Regions from separate parts of the Ovis aries genome. Here region 1 is linked to region 2. A link is a contact called in public Hi-C data. All regions are on one chromosome and are shown on one strand. The core of a region is the stretch at or near the end of the contact, and the rest is flanking DNA. Distances in the headings are between cores, read along the strand shown. Region 1 has its middle 43 kb from the start of TRNAK-UUU. Region 2 holds the start of GAB1 (GRB2 associated binding protein 1).

The links. A called contact is a pair of places that touch in the nucleus more often than the background predicts.
Region 1: a contact with region 2 is called in a Hi-C map of omental adipose tissue, with 1.8 times the contacts expected there. The contact joins the enhancer-like site here to the promoter of GAB1 in region 2.

What each region holds. Positions count from the first base shown.
Region 1 is chr17:14,670,559-14,675,364 of ARS-UI_Ramb_v3.0, reverse strand. No RefSeq gene overlaps it. Among named protein-coding and RNA genes, the nearest start is that of TRNAK-UUU, 43 kb to the right of the region's middle. Within about 2 kb of position 1,589, at least 13 of the 54 cell types and tissues checked have an H3K27ac peak or open chromatin away from gene starts, as enhancers often do.
Region 2 is chr17:14,614,959-14,620,047 of ARS-UI_Ramb_v3.0, reverse strand. GAB1 (GRB2 associated binding protein 1) reads left to right here and starts at 2,509. Exons shown (of 13, transcript XM_060400634.1): 1 at 2,509-2,916.

The DNA.
Region 1 (4,806 bases), core at 340-2,839, 56 kb before region 2:
TTGCTGTTGTTGTTGAGTCGCTCAGCTGTGTCTGACTCTTGCAACCCCATTGCCTGTAGCCCTCCAGGCTCCTCTGTCCATGGGATTTCCCAGGCAAGAGTACTGGAGTGGGTTGCCATTTCCTTCTCCAGGGGAATCTTCCCAGCCCAGGGATCGAACCCACGTCTCCTGCATTGGCAGGTGGGTTCTTTACCACAGAGCCACATGGGAAACCCCCCTGGGCTCTATGCACAGAGATTCTGATTCAGCAGATCTGGGGTGAGGCCTGAGAACTGGCCTTTCTTTCAAGCTCTCAAGTGATGCTGAGGTGCCTGGTCTGGACACCACATTTTGAGGATCACTCTGACAGACCCCACTCAAACCTTGCCCCCAGGGTTCTCCATCTCCGGAAGCAAGAGGAGACAAGACAAATTTGAGGCAAGAGTGTGTTTTTGCACCAGAACGAGAACCAGGCCTGTGCCTCCCTTTTCCAGAGCTACTCAGTTTCTCCCAGAACTCCCAAAGGCCCAAGGGGCCCTTCCAATGACAGGCTAACTCAGTCCCATCTCTTTAAACACGCCACATGGGGGGAAGAAAGAAAATAAAATTGAAAAGACCATCTGAAGAGCAGAGTAAGTCCTCCTTGCCCCTCAAAGGGGACTCTGAGAGTGTTAATCGCTCAGTCATGTCCTACACTTTGAGATCCCATGGACTGTAGCCTCTGTCCATGGGATTCTACAGGCAAGAGAGGGTTGCCATTCTCTTCCTGAGTGGATCTTCCCAACCCGGGGATCGAACCTATGTCTTCTGCATTGTAGGCAGATTCTTTACCATCTGAGCCACCAGGGAAATCCTAAGGGGTCTTTAAGCAGTAAGAAGAAAATGCTAACCTCCCTGCCCCTCCCCCTGAAACTCCACTCCTTAGCATGAAGGCCCAGCGACTATTCTTCCTTTTTGTAGGGGGGTGGGGCGGGGGGGCTTTCAAGGTTCAGAGTCTTCTTCTATGTCAGACAAACAACATTTTGTAAATTACCCTAAACTATTCTTTCAGAAGTTTTATTTCACCCTCTCAGAGAATCAGGCACGAAAACAAATCAACACCCCCTCACAGGGTACCTCCCCAAGTATTTTTTCTCTTTAGACCTATAGTTTCTGAAAGTACTTTTCACCGTGCAGATAAGAGAGGCTGGGGTTAATCTACAACATAGTGGATGGTTGCTGGACTAATGATTGATTTTTTTCACCTCAAATGACATTCAATTAAGAAACATGTATAAATTATCAACTGTTTCCAGCTTGAACGGTAATTTATAAAGTTGTAGGGACGAGAGCTTATGAAATATTTTGAGCCTGGAAGATGTGTTCCAGGCTGGAATGTCTGTGGGAAACAGCCTCTCCATGAAGATTTCCTGCTCCAAAATGCCTTGATTAATTACCGTAAACAGCTTTGAGGGAAAAGGGCGCAGCATCTCATGTCTGGCAGGACACTGGTAGGGTTCGTTGGAAACTCGAATGCAAGCCAAATGCAGCAAAGCCAGGCCTCTTCCATTCAGGGCTGGTCCGGCTCCAGGGAAACGCCTTGGGCTTGGGACAGCTCTGGAAAGGCTCTGCTCTAGTTGGCACTGAACCCAAGTCCATTTCTTCTTCTACTCCCAGGTCCCCTGAGAGAATGAGTCAGCTTCAGGGCCTGGGAGGTGTGGGCTGTAGCTGAGAGCTGGAGGACCCTATCAAGAATAACCCAGGGCAAGGACTTCCCTGGTGGCGCAGGGGTTAAGATGTCAACGCAGGGGGTGTAGGTGCGATCCTTGGTCGGGGAACTAAGATCCCACATGCCCTTCGGCACAGCCACCCACCCCCCAAAAAAAGACATTAAAAAAAGAATAATCCAGTGCCCTGCCAGGTCTTCACTGAGAGACTGTCTTTCAAGAATTCCAAAATGAAATGAAGCATTATGGAAAAGAAATATGGTATGTACTGGCAGTATCCTGCAGAGATTTTTTAACATATATTATCTTATTTAGTTCTCACGTTAAACCTGCAAGACAGGGACTATTGCCTCTTCTGTTACACATGGGGGAAAAGGGTGCTCAGAGAGGTCAAGTAATATGCCCAGCATCTGATTGACAGAACTAGGAGAAGGACCAGAGACTGTTTCACTCCAAAGCAATGAGCTTGTCTACTAGATCCCTCTAATTATCTGCAGGGAGAGGGAAAATTCAAAACAGGTCTACAATATTTATTTAAAGCAATTCAGACGAGTAGAAAACAGGCAGCAGGTTTTTATCAATGTCAAGGAGCGATTCCTACTACTAGGTCCTTGGGCAATATTTTGAAGTAGGTAACGTTGGGTTTACAACCTTCCCATCTCCCGGTCTCTCTCTCCTTCCACCCAGGGCCTGCATCATCCCCTCTATCAGAGCTCCCTTCCAGCTCTTGGAGTTTTCCAGAACTCTGATGAGGTCTCACATTCAGTCATAAAGACCGGGAAATAGTACTAGTATCTCCTCTACAAGAAAAAGAGAACAAAATCATCTAGGGACTTTTGCTGGTGGTCCAGTGGCTAAGACTGTGCTTCCAATGCAGGGGGCCCAGGTTGAACCCCTGGTCAGGGAACTAGACCCCACATGCCACAACCAAGACTTCATGTGCCCCACCTAAAACTCACCTGCTGCCACTGGAAAGGGTCTTGCATCCTGCAACTAAAACCAGGCTCAGCCAAATACGTACATAAAAGAGACAAACATCTTAAAAATGAATCCTTCCCTTCCGAACATCAACCTATTTCCAATGCCTCCATATACCCTGGCTCAACCTGTGAAATGAGAGTACAATGCATCTGAGTAATTTGGACTGTGCCTATGACAAATGGGGGTCAACTCTTCCGAGAGAGATCTGCATTTTAGAGCTTTCGGTGAATTTCTAATGTTCCATTTTATGAGCTGGGAGATGTTTTTCTTCCCGACTCACCCACTTTTCACATTCCCCACGCAGTTAGGGGACCGCTTACCCAGACATCCACCATACGAAAGTGTGTCAGATCTGGTTAACATGACCAGGTTTTGACTCGGTGCACCTTCCCGCTGCTGTCGTTTTCTCCTGAATAAACAGATTGAATCTTTTCATGAACACGCTTCTACCGAGGAATGGCATCATGCCAAGAAAACCCTCTGGAGTCAGCGTAGCCATGAGACGTCCTCAGATTCTAGAAGAGTTGAATGGTGTTGTTTCTGCCCCCAAATATTTCACTAAATATCAATATTTATGTGACCAAAATATTAAGTCACCAAACTTTTAATTTTTTATGCAAAGTAGTCAAAATATGTTCTGTTCAGACATGTTACTTGCTTGGGTTTGTTGAATAGCTGGTAAGACCTGTCTTGCTTATTAGCATCAGAGTACACACAGCTAGACAGCCAGAGCAATTTAGAGAAACTGAAATGTTAAACTAAGTGTTTACTTGTGAAGCCAAAGTTACACCAGCTTTTCTTTCACTTATTATTAAGGGAAAATTGCCTGGGTATTTAAAAATTCAAAGCTATATCTTCTGAAGCAGAATGGATAAGATGCCTTTACTGATGTGGAAGGCCAAATTTGCTTCCTATAATAGCTGGAAATAAAAGGAGGAAGAAATATAAATAGTGGGTAAAGGAAACATAGATATACATCGGTAGAACATAGGAAGCATAGATAGAAAACTCTGCCATTTGCCCTTTATCACCTAATATATATTCTGATCAATCACTGGCTCTGGGGGACATCTGCTCGAGGCTCTGGGGATGTGATATGTTGTTGTTGTTTAGTCACCAAGTCGTGTCTGACTCTTTGTGACCCCATGGACTGCAGCACACTAGGCTTCCCTGCCCTTCACTATCACCTTGCTCAAACTCAAGTCGATTGAGTCGGTGATGCCATCCAACCATCTCATCCTCTGTCACCCCTTGTCCTCTGCCCTCAATCTTTTGCAGCATCAGGGTCTTTTCCAATGAGTTGACTCTTTGTATCAGATGGCCAAAGTATTAGAGCTTCAGTACTATGTTAGTAATATCAGAAGAGCAGAGTATTGCTCCCAGGCCTCTTCTGTACATGTCATACACTTTTTAGCACATGCGTGTGTATGCACACACGCACACACACACACACACACCATGCTCCTACCTACCTATCTCTCAGTCCTTCCCAGGCCCTCTGTCCTTGGGCCTTTGCTCGACTGTTTCCTCCTCCAGATACGCTCATCCAACCCTTAATTTTCCTCCCACTAATTAAATGTTACTCATTTCTCAGGGCCCATTGCAAATGTTGCTTTCTTCAAGATGTCTTTCCTGACCCTTTTCAAGGCACATGTCTCCCTGTTTGAGCCACTCAAGCACTATCTTTGGATTTACCAAATGGGCCTTCTATCACAGTTATTTGTGTCCAATAACTGTTATTGGCCCCCTCCTAGAACTCCCACCAGAAAGGGATCCGTGGCTCACCCATCCTTGCATCTTTAGTGATGCTTGGCACAATATCTTGAGCACAGAACCTATTCAACTGGTGTGATACTGAATGAAAGTGAGAAGAAAACTGAGGAAGGGTAAAGATGAGACATAAACCTGGAATATTCTCTAATTTCTCCCTTAGAAAAGAGGATCCTTTTATTTTTGGCTTTTTTTTTTCTTTTTTCATTGGAGGATAATAGCTTTACAATGTTGTGTTGGTTTCTGCCATACATCAACATGAATCAGCCGCACGTATACACACGTCCCCTTCCTCGAGAACCTCCCTCCCACCTCCCAGTCCATCCCACCCTTCTAAGTTGTCTCAGACCGCAGGGTTCAGGCTCCCTGC
Region 2 (5,089 bases), core at 1,260-3,759:
CATTAAAAAGAATATGAATACACACACACACATCTACATACATACATACACACACATACCTATGTTTAACTGATTCACTGTGCTATACACCTGAAACTAACACAACATTGCAAATAAATTGTTTTGTGGTTGTTTAGTGGCTAAGTTGTGTCCCACTCTTTTGCAGCCCTGTGGACTGTAGCCTGCCAGGCTCCTCTGTCCATGGGATTTTCCAGGCAAGAATACTGGAGTGGGTTGCCATTTCCTTCTCTATACTTCAATTTTTAAAAAAAGAACTTTAAAATAACAGGAGTGGAGGAAGTGGTAAATTATCTAGCAAACAGTTAACTATGCAAGAGTGAACCAGTCTCTGCCATGCTAATCTGAAATACTTTGACTCAGTGCACAGACACACTGCTTGTGGTAGAAGCAGAAAACAAATTTAGTGATTTATTTTCATATGGATGGCTTGTGGATGGCTTGTGGTAAAACCCGAGTTCACATAAAAATTGCTTTGCTTTATTAGCTGCCATAAAAATTACACTCACTTGTATTCTAACATTTAAGAAAAACAATGAGCCCCCTGGGTTGTTTTTTCTCTCTCAGTCCTCCTTATGGTTATCCCTTTGATCTTTTCACAAGACAACATCTTTACAACATCTTTCACATCTCTGGCTAGCTGCCTCTTTAAGGAAGACTTCTCCCCTAGTATCTGACCTAGTTCCACCCTTATTATTCTTCCAGTTTCTCCCAGGGCACATTTATCACAATCTGTACTTGCGTTGACCCTGTTAACTATCTAGAAATGTCACCGCTCTGAGTGCAGGGACCTTTCTTTGTCACCACCCCAGCACCTAATTTCCTACTACAATTGTATAACATTTTCAAACTCGAGAGGAACTGAATATGAATGTTGTATTAACAAGAACAAGCCTGAGGTTATTTTTTCCAGAAACGTTTGGCACTCTTATCTGATTATTTACACTACGTTCCAAAATCTGTCTAGGGGCTTTGTTTCTCATAAATACATTGGAAAAGATATTTCTCTTACAGGATCGTGTTAATCTCAGGGCCAGGTATCATAGTCATTGTAAAACACACAAAAGAAAACAAATAGCATTAGGACATCCAGTGAAGGTTCCCTTTTCTGGTCCAACACCCCAAGAGTTGATTTTAAATAAAAGCCAAGGCAAGTGGAAGAAACTGGCAACAAACGGAGGGAGTGTAAGGCTTCAAAATGTCCCCAGAGATAGATTCAACTGAATCCTTTGGGTCCACTAAGCGCTCCCACCACTCAGGCAAGGCTGCTCCGGGGACCAGCACACATCAGTCCGGAAGGGTCCCCTTCTGACCTCCCCTGCAGGCTGGTCGCCTTGGCGCGCTCCCAGCGACCTCGCCCTCCTGGTCTCCGCCTTTCAGTCTTGCGGGCAGAAACCCCGGGATCGCAGACTCTCCAGGGCGCGCGGTCTTCCTCCAGGCTGTTTCGCTTTCCACGCTGTCAAGTACCCGCCCCCCTCTCCCCCGCCCCCAACTCCCGATCTCCCGCACAGAACAAACTCCGAACTGACACTCGGCTGAGCCAAGATGGCAATCCACAGACTTGAACCTTCGAATGTTCCTCGGTCGCCCGGGAACCCGAGATGGCGCGGCGTTACCCTCGGCGAGGCTTCGCTGCCTTCCTTGGCGACCAGCCCGCCGGGGGCTCCGGGATCCACGGCCGCCGGGGGCGCCGAGGACCCCTCTCCAGCGTCCCGAACTACAGATCCCAGGGTGCCTCTCGGACTCCCGCGCCCTCCCTCGCTCGCTCCCTCCCTCCGCCCGTCTCCTCCTCCCTGGCCCTTGTTGTTTTGGCTGGAAGCGCTCCGGCGGAGTTTCAAAGAAAGTCTGGGCAGAAACCGGAGCCGGCCCGAACGTGGGAAGGGGAGGAGGAAAGAGAGGAAGAGGGAGCCGGGAGGCCGGGAGAGGGAGGGATCGGGGCCGGGGGCCGGGCCGCCCAGAACCTGCCGCGCGCCCTGGGGTGGGGGAGGCGGCGCAGGAGCAGCGCTAGGGGACGGGACGGTAGGCTTGGTCCCCGCAGCCAAGCAGCCCAGCGCCTCCTTCTTCTGCCGCCCTCTGCTTTCTCTCTCTTGCGGCGGCGGCCAGCACGGACCCACCCTTCGGCGGGACCTGCGCTCTGTCCAGCGACGCCGAGCCGGCGGCTCCCTCCGTGGCCCGGGACCAACCCTCAACCCTGCGCCCGCTGACCACGGGACCCTCGCGGCTTTCCCATTCCTTGCGGCGGTCCGGGCGCCTCGGGGAAGTGACCCACCCTCTCTCCAGAAGGAGGAAGGAGGGGATAGCGCCAAGCGCAGTAAAACCTAGAGCTGGCCAGTCGGAGTGGGCACTGCGCGGGGGCATTGTGTGTGTATGAGCGTGTGAGACTGTGTGTGCGCGCGTGCAGCGTCGTGTCTGTCTCGGAGTGCGCTCTGGGAGGTCCCATCCCGAAGGGGCGGAGCGCAGGGGGCCGAGGCTCGGGCTCCGCGCCGGGGCAGAGTCCCGTGGAGCCCGAGCGCAGAGGAGGCGGCCGGCGGGACGGCGCGCCTGGCGGCCGGGCGGGTGCACTGAAGGAAGGCCTGGGCATCTTCGGCCCGGCCGCGGCCCCTGCCCCGAGGTGTCGGCCTCGGCGGCTGTGCCCGCTTCTACTCACGTCCGCGGACCTGCCTGCGGGGAAGAAACTCGAACGCCAAGAGCCAGAGCGCCGCGGAGCCGGCCCGCCCCGTCCGCCTGGGGTGCGCCGCGGGAGAGCGAGGTCCCAGCAGCTGCACGGGCGTCCGGCGTCGAAGGTGTCGGGAGCGCGCCGGGCCCGCAGCCCTAAAGGCTCGCACCATGAGCGGCGGCGAAGTGGTCTGCTCGGGATGGCTCCGCAAGTCCCCCCCGGAGAAAAAGTTAAAGCGTTATGTAAGTAGAGCTCGGCCCCCGTTACCCTCCCTGGGCGGCTCGCGTGCCGACTGCTCCTCTTTAGTCCCCATCCCTTCCCTGTAGGCCCCTTCCCTGCCAGGCTGGGGACCCAGGCTGGACACTCATGCCCGGGCCTCCGCTTGGCCAGGCATCTTTCTTTCTCCAGATTGCAGACTGGAGAAATTTCTTTCTCCATCGGCCCTTAGGAAGGCCTGGTATGGCCAGCTGAGCGCCTGCTGAGTGTTTTTTATTGTTCCTTTTAGCAGGGGTTGAGGGGGAGAGCATTTTCCTTTCGTTAGACCTGCACCGAATTCTCAGGGGCTGCTGTGTAGTAAATTTCCCGCACTGAGAAAACCACGGAGGTATTAAAACTCACCAGCCCTCTCTTTGGACCGCCCTCCCTCCCGCCTTCCCCACGGGATGGTTTCGGAAAGCGGACGGGAGACCTGGGAAGTTGGCGTTAGAGCCGAGCATCTCCAATCCGCTCCACGGAAAAGAAAAAAAAAAGTTATTACGCGCCCTACCGTTTGCTTAGCGGGGTTCACACTTTCTCGGTTTTGAATCGAGGGACGTTGGAGTTTGGCCCGAGAGCCTTGGCAGTTTGCTGCGAGAGGAGGGCGCTGGGGGGAGCCTGATGGCTGGTGTTCGGGCGCCTTGGACACGCTGTCAAACCCTGTGGGAGGGGACAGCGAAGGCCAGTTAGGAGTTCTGTGTGTTATGGTCCTTTCCCAGGCCACCACAGTTGCTTCGTGGTATTTGTGTAATTGATACAAGATGCTGATTATGTGTTAAGCCGTTTTAGCCGTTAGGGGAAGTATTCCTTGAAAGAACCAACGTTACTGCAGCGGAAGTCTGTGTCCTCTTTGGGGAGTCTGGGATCTTATCCCCTTCTCCCCCATTGATTCTTCTGTCGCTGCCCACAGCAAAGGAAAGAAATGACACCTTTGCCCTCGCTTATGGAGCAAATATTTGTCTAGTAAAGTATGTCTCGAAAGCACAGTATGTGCCCCCTTAAATATAAATTTGCTAACGGGGAGAGTAATAATGGACCCTGTTTCTTGTGAAAGGATGTCTACACCCAATGCGAGAGCTCGAGGTAACCCTGTTAGTCAGTTTGCTTGCATAGAACGGAGTGAAGTGCAATATTTAACTTAGCCCACAACTCACCAGTGAGTTTCTGGTTTACTTGCTGCCAGAATTTGCTATAGGCAAGTAGTTCTCCTTTAAGGATTTGATGCCACAAATCCTAGGGATGTTCTTCAGAGATTTTTAAAATTCTTCCAAATTCCCTCTCTCCATCTATCACAGTTTGCCCAAGTATTCTGGTAAATATGGTGACTTTATTCTAAAAGTTGGGGTGAGAGGCAGTGTGTTTTTCAGTTGGGAGTTCTGTGTGTATGTATGTGGGGAGAGGGTGTGGTTTGATGTATTTGTTTTGAGAAGGTACTGTTTAGGAAATGATTGATTCTTGGGGAAACTAAAGAACACTACATTGGCTGGAATAGGTAGTGGTAATAGAGATTTAATGCTTTCTTTCACATGTTTGGTTTATGGCTCTCTCAAAAGATGCCACACGCTAGACTAGGGACCATAAAATTAAAAAAAAACAAAAACAAAAAAAAAAACCCAGCAGGAAAAAAAGCCTTGTCTCTTGGGCTTGCAATTTAATGTACTACAAAAAATCAGCCCAAACAATTACATCTTAACTGGACCAAGAAAATAGAAATTCTCAATTTAAGAATTTTAATATTTCATCTGATCATTACAACAGTTTTATGAGGCAGTTATTATCTGTCTTAAATGAGAACACAATCTACGGAACCAGAGTGTGCCAGAAGCAGGATTTGAACCCAGATCTGCCTGCCTGCCTGCCTGGTCTTTAAAAGGTGAACGCCTCTTATCAAGTTTAAGCTGTGCTGAGGCTGGGTCATGTGGATAGGACCTTTCAGGTTTATGACTTTCTGTGAGTCCGTGGATATAACACGCAAGGAAGAGTGGACTGTGGATCAGAGGTGCAGTGCTGAAGAAACACAGGACAAGCATATGTAGAAAAGGAAGCCATATCCATGTCAATGTGTGGCAAAAACCACCACAATATTGTAAAGTAATTAGCCTCCAATTAAAATAAATTAATTAATTTAAAAAAAAGAAAAGGAAGCCAGCAACTCCACGT